Linked DNA regions of Gasterosteus aculeatus: region 2 is linked to region 1. Evidence: chromatin contacts called from public Hi-C data. All regions are on one chromosome and are shown on one strand. Each heading gives the region's core, a stretch centred on a gene start, on an enhancer-like site or on the middle of the called end of the contact. The rest is flanking DNA. Distances are from core to core; before and after follow the strand shown.

Region 1 (3,022 bases), core at 60-2,559:
ACATGTTCAGCTCTTTTGACTAAGCTCTTGCCTAGAAATTACATGAACTCATTGGTTTTGCCCCACACATTTTCATGAGTGAAGGAAGTGCTTGATGTTAGTGAGGAGGTGTAGAATGATTGTTAAGCGTTCAAAGCCTACGACTTTGTTTGCATCGTAAGTTAGTCGTGGAGTTGGATTTTGGTTAATGCAAGCACTTAAGTAATGATCCTGGTTTGGGTTCAATGAGAATTCGGTAAACAGGTTGCTGTTAGTAGGTTGCTCATTAATGTGTTTGTAATTTGTATATATAATATAAATGGTAACTGCACTTTGCTTTTATTGTCTTCCGACCACTCATAGCGCCTTAAATGTTATCATTCACACGCATTCATACACTGATGACAGTGTCTACCATACAATGTACCAGGTCTATCAGAACTAACCAATCATTCACCCCCCTATACACTGCAGGATTAGTGTGGGGAACAATTTGGAGTTAGGTGTTTTTCCTAAGGACATATGGTCATGGCCTAGCGGAGATGGAGATCGAACTGGTGCTTCTGTTGTTTAAAATGGATTCAGTACATAAAGTTCAGCACCTTGGCTAATTTGCATGATAAGAGCTGCATGTAAAGGAAACTAATCCAATATCCCAGAGTATTCCTTTTGGTTTCAGAAGGTCTTTCTTTCTAAGTAGTAGGCTTGCAAGTATAAATAGGACGAATGTTACCATGGGAACGCACCTGATGCGCAATGTGAAAGTGCATTCAGGTGTACAAAGTCTTAATAAACATGTTATGAGAAGATGCCACATTTACTGTAGCTTTTTATAGTTTACATAACAGGTGCTTGCTGTGTAACTGGGAAATCAGCTTGGATTAGAGATATGAAATGAATACACTATTTAATGAATGGGTTGTTTACTTTAACATACTACCCATAGCTGGAAGTAAGGAGTCTTACTGAAATGGACATACTTCTGTGGTAGTTGACATATTTTCATCTACCCAAACTGGCTGTAACCATCATGTTTGTTTTTCATTTACAAACAAAAGGGTAATTTTCCTTTTAATTTGATTTTTGATTTTTCTTGGATCCGCCTTTTTAAAGAAGTGGTGACAGATGTTTGAGGTGGAATTTTCCTGAACTCCGGTGTTTGTGTGAATATGGTAATAATTAGAAATGTTTTATCAAACTGAAAGTGAAATATTTCTTTAAATGGACTCATCCGTCTTCAGAAGGCCCCTTTGCCCTACCACCCACCACTAGCTCCCCTCCCAACCCCACTACACACACTACACTACCTCACAATGAGATCAGCAGAAGGGAATATTTGAGGAGAGTGGTGGGGGATTAATGAGAAGGGGATTAGCAGGTGGGTGGCTCTGTCTCTGTGTATGCGTACACGTGCCTGTCTGTCTGTCCCGGCAGTGTTGGCAACTTGAGTGGCAGTAAAATTATGGTTGGGAGGGGGTAAGAAGGAGAGTTTGTCTTGGAGAGACAAGCCAGGCCGAGTAGAGAACCTCTGCAGGCCTGACTGAAGCAGAGGATGACGGGGCCGACCGGCATGTAAGACCAGTCTGCATCAGGGGGCCCAGCCAGGGTGATGACGGATCAGACTCTGTGAGCATGCGTAGCAGGAAGGGAGTGAAGAGAAGACATCTGGCAACTTGGTTTGGTGGAGCTAATGGTATGCTACAAGCAACAAAACTGCCAAACGTCATACAGACGGTTTCATTTGTATTTTATTTGAAGGTTTCACTGAAAACATGGCCCTGTTTAGTAAATGTCACAAGCTGTTTAAATACCATCAAAATGAATCCAGTTTGTGTCATTGTCGTTGTTGGTTTATACTTAAATTTCACATGGAGATGTAGAATTTAAACTGCAAAATTGTATGCTTCATTAAAAGATCATGAAGAAAAATGGATGCAATATCCGTCAAACTTTATCCTGCACTGAATGAGTCATGACTGTGAGATTCTTTAAGTATCAAATGTCAAACTATCCACCGTTCCTTTTTTCTATTGACTTTTATCTTGTTTGTGGCCAATGCGTCATCATAAGTCATGCTGCTTTGGCTGCAAGTGGTTTCTGTTAGACAACAATCCCCTGAGTCACTTCATCATGATTATGAGATACAGACTATCAGTTACTATGAGCTTGCATTAAAAGTTCAGTGGAACCAAAACTGAAGTGGAATCTAGAAAAGATGATCCATTTCCAATTCCATTTGAAAAATGAGGAAACAAGTCAATCAATAGCAACAGAGTTGGTTGGTTTTAGTGTAAGTTACTGAGGAATTAATATCATTCTGGACAACTGCTTGATATAAAACAACCTTGATGCTGCATATCACTATGCTGCAATTTCAGGTCAGTAACTGGATAGTTATAAACCAGTATTATAATGCATTTGGGTCCAGAGGGCCTATGGGGAGACGCCCTCACAATCATAGTCTCCAGTTGCTTGTAGTTAACAGGATTTACTTTTAAAGAAGGTGGTCCTGTGATCATCATAAACAGTGTTGATTAACCATAAAAGGGAAATATGTTCTATTGAAGAACGGCTTGTGATGAATCCAATAAGTGCCAACCATAGATTGTGAATACGAAGTGAGCTCTTCGTGGGAGCCTTAAGTATTTATACAGTGGCCATCTTGTTTTTCGTAAGGGCGGGCAACACTATTCAATTTCATCTCATCACACCCACAGTCTTTTCAAAATAAACTTCTGTCTTCAACAAACAACTCCGTTTGGATTGGGTAACAAAAGTACTGACCTAAGTTGAGGAAAAAATGGTTGTTTGAATTGAAACTGTGAAAGAGTGCATTATGTGAGATTGTATAAAGTAAATGGGTCTATTGTTGTCCTAGCTGTTTTCTTTCCACCCATAAACGTCACTGAATGAGAAGACCAAATAACGAGACCAACACCAGTGGTGTTTGCTGCTCTTGGCTGGACAGCCTCTGTTTGTCTTAGTGTCGGGGGGCAAAGAGAGCCGGCAGCCGAATGGAATTCTTGGAAACACCAAACAAACC
Region 2 (2,778 bases), core at 184-2,683, 34 kb after region 1:
GGGGGAGGGGGTGGGGGGGGGGGGGCGGGGGGGAGACGCTGAAGTGGTAAAGCCCTGCTCCCATGCACTGACATTGAAAATGAATGACAGCTTACCTGCATGCCAATCTTCATCAGACTGACACTGGGCTGACAGCACAGCCTATACTCCTCCACACAGCTGCTGACGTCAGCCGCGCCTGGCCCCTCCCACCTCCATCTCCGCTCCCCGGTTTTTTTCTCAACACCAAGCTGCTGATGCCTTCCCGTGTCCGTGGGAAATACGGCAATCACTAAAGGGGCTCTACAAGAACGCAACGGCGATGCTGATGAACTGATGAAGCACCAAAAGAAGGAAAGACTTTATTACTTGTTGATATTTTTTCCTCATCAGTTTGAATGAAGGAATCAAGACCTACAGTTAATTCTCCGCATTTCTAACACCACACTAATACATATGGTATGTTTCCTGTGTGTGACTGGAAGATGAATATAATATAGACCTGGTAATATTATTAATATTATAATTATTCTGGGTACCATATCATTTTATTGAGTCACTTGGTTCCACATTTGTTGTGAGAATGAGGCATCTCTGGTGAGAAAAGAGTGGAATGTTATACGCATTATGCCTAACAGGGTACACCCCGGATTGGTGGCCAGGCAATCGCAGGGCTAACACAGAGACAAACAACCATTCACACTCACATCCACACACCTATGGGCAATTTAGAGTCACCCATCAACCTAATCCCCAGCTAACCACCACACCACCATTGGCCTCTCCAATTCAGGTTCACCAATGATTGGGCCAGGAATAGATCACAAGAGAAAATAGACCCTGAAAACATCAATAATGAAAATATTTCATAAGACACATATATGGTTTTCCCTTTACGTCGCTGCCTGTCATATACACAACCTGTCTTCATGCGTCTGGCTGCTCTGGGGGCAATGTCAAGATTGCCTGCAGAACAGAGTATAAGAAGCACTGTAGCCAATTGCTGATTAAATAAAATAATATGACATACAATTTAGCCTATCAGCGTCCTTAAATAGATTTAGCCTGGGGGAACTTTAGCCCCGAGCTTGTGCGTTCTTGTCAAAGCTGGTATCGACAGGCGGATGACATTCTAGAGAGCATGTAAAGAGCACAGATTTTTATTGCTATTCAAGCAGACGACACAAATGACAACTGACTTTTTTAATCAGTCAGTTTTTGCTGTCATTAGTTTTTTAAATGAACCAATCCCTCAGTGTGCCTTGTATTAACAATTACTAGGTGCTTAGATTTTACGAGGGTCACTCAAAGGCAACATGATTTTTTCCCCAGTAAGCACTCTGACACTGTGCACCGTGTGAGCGGGACTACGTTTGAGCGCGTGCCCATGTTCGCGCCGCGGATGGTTCAGCCCCCTGTCGGTCTGCATTTGTAATTGCATGCTTCCAAAAGACAGGGTGGGATGGTAGGAGACAGAAGGCTGCTAGCAACGTCTATTCACACCAAAATCATGTGAATCTATTTTTGCCAGCCGAACAAACGGATAGGACAAATTACCTAATGTGAAGTTTTACATTTCAGTAGCTGATGTTGGTGGTTGTTACTCATTTCCCACCGATCCTGGCTCATAAATGAAATGTTTATGGACGATAACGTTTTTATATGGTAATAAGACAATATATTAGCAGGAAAAAAACTTCTAGAGGTAAAGAGAATGCTTCCAGCCTCGAATCAGGATGATATGTTGCATTTACGTACAAAGACGAAAGTGAAAACTAAAATATTTGAAACCTAGGGATGATTAAAACGTCGGAAGAGCTAGGTGAAGTTCCTTGTCTCCTCTCCAGTGTTCGCTTTTCCAGTAACGATGCACGTAAATGGCCCGTCTTCAGTTGGCGCATCCAATCAAACTCCAGTTTGCTGTTACCAGGAAGTAGAAGACGCGACGGAGAACGCCATGACTCTTGAATTGATTGAGCTACTGCGTGTTAACGGGCAGTAAATAGGCATTGGTACAGGGGACCTGCGTATCGAGCATCGATACACTTAATCACAAATCATGCCCTGTTTGCCCTAGCAAAGCAGAGCTAGCAGCGAGAGCTAGCTTAAATAACTGTTAACTGTCTCGCTCTACGGAGGACGTTGCAGTAGCTAATGTAGCTAACATTAGCTAACCTACACTGGTGAACGATAGTTAAATTATGTCACGAAAATCGGTCGTAAACTCTATTTACGCCGACATCCTTGAATAACTGTTGTGGCTGTGGCTTGAAAATGACAAACACCGTTTTGGAAGTGGGCACGGGCGTGTTCATCATTTCGATCGTTTGGATTGCATTTGTTGTGTTTGGGATGATGCTGCTGAGAGCATCTGGATCTGCGAAGTGAGTGAGAACAGCACCTCCACACACTCCTCACACAACCCCGGGTAAAACGTACTGGATCAACGGTTATGTGTCAATGCGAATCAGTAGTTTCCTTAATATCCCAACATTTCCTCCGCTCTATGTTGGTTTGAACGTCGACCATAGCGCACATCTCCTGAAAGAAAGAGAACGTCAGCAAGTGGCAGTAGTACGGTTTCTCAGGCAATTCGGCGTTTGTGTGACATTTTTAGTTCAAATACAATGTAACAAAAAATCCTTTTCAGAAACCCTAGCTCATTGTTGATCATAGTTGTGTGTTCAAGGGAAGACCTATAGGAATCAAAGTCCCACTTAATGAGTTTAGATTAATGAGACAATTTAAGCTGTATTCAGCAGTTATACGTTTTGCGTATTTTATTTCACAATTGCCTGG

What was found. Hi-C and Micro-C count contacts between places; a contact is called where the count stands out from the background.
Region 2: a contact with region 1 is called in a Hi-C map of whole body, with 5 times the contacts expected there. The contact joins the promoter of tmem218 here to the enhancer-like site in region 1. A contact is called at or near these places in 3 of 6 Hi-C or Micro-C datasets (skeletal muscle and whole body).

What each region holds. Positions count from the first base shown.
Region 1 is chr7:15,323,317-15,326,338 of fGasAcu3.hap1.1, forward strand. The region is part of intron 2 of LOC120822319 (homeobox protein PKNOX2); the gene reads right to left. Among protein-coding and RNA genes, the nearest start is that of LOC120822319, 32 kb to the right of the region's middle. Within about 2 kb of position 1,310, at least 2 of the 9 cell types and tissues checked have open chromatin away from gene starts, as enhancers often do.
Region 2 is chr7:15,356,969-15,359,746 of fGasAcu3.hap1.1, forward strand. tmem218 (transmembrane protein 218) reads left to right here and starts at 1,434. Exons shown (of 3, transcript XM_040182929.2): 1 at 1,434-2,363. The coding sequence starts at 2,254. LOC120822319 (homeobox protein PKNOX2) reads right to left here and starts at 197. Exons shown (of 11, transcript XM_040181907.2): 1 at 96-197. The coding sequence starts at 113.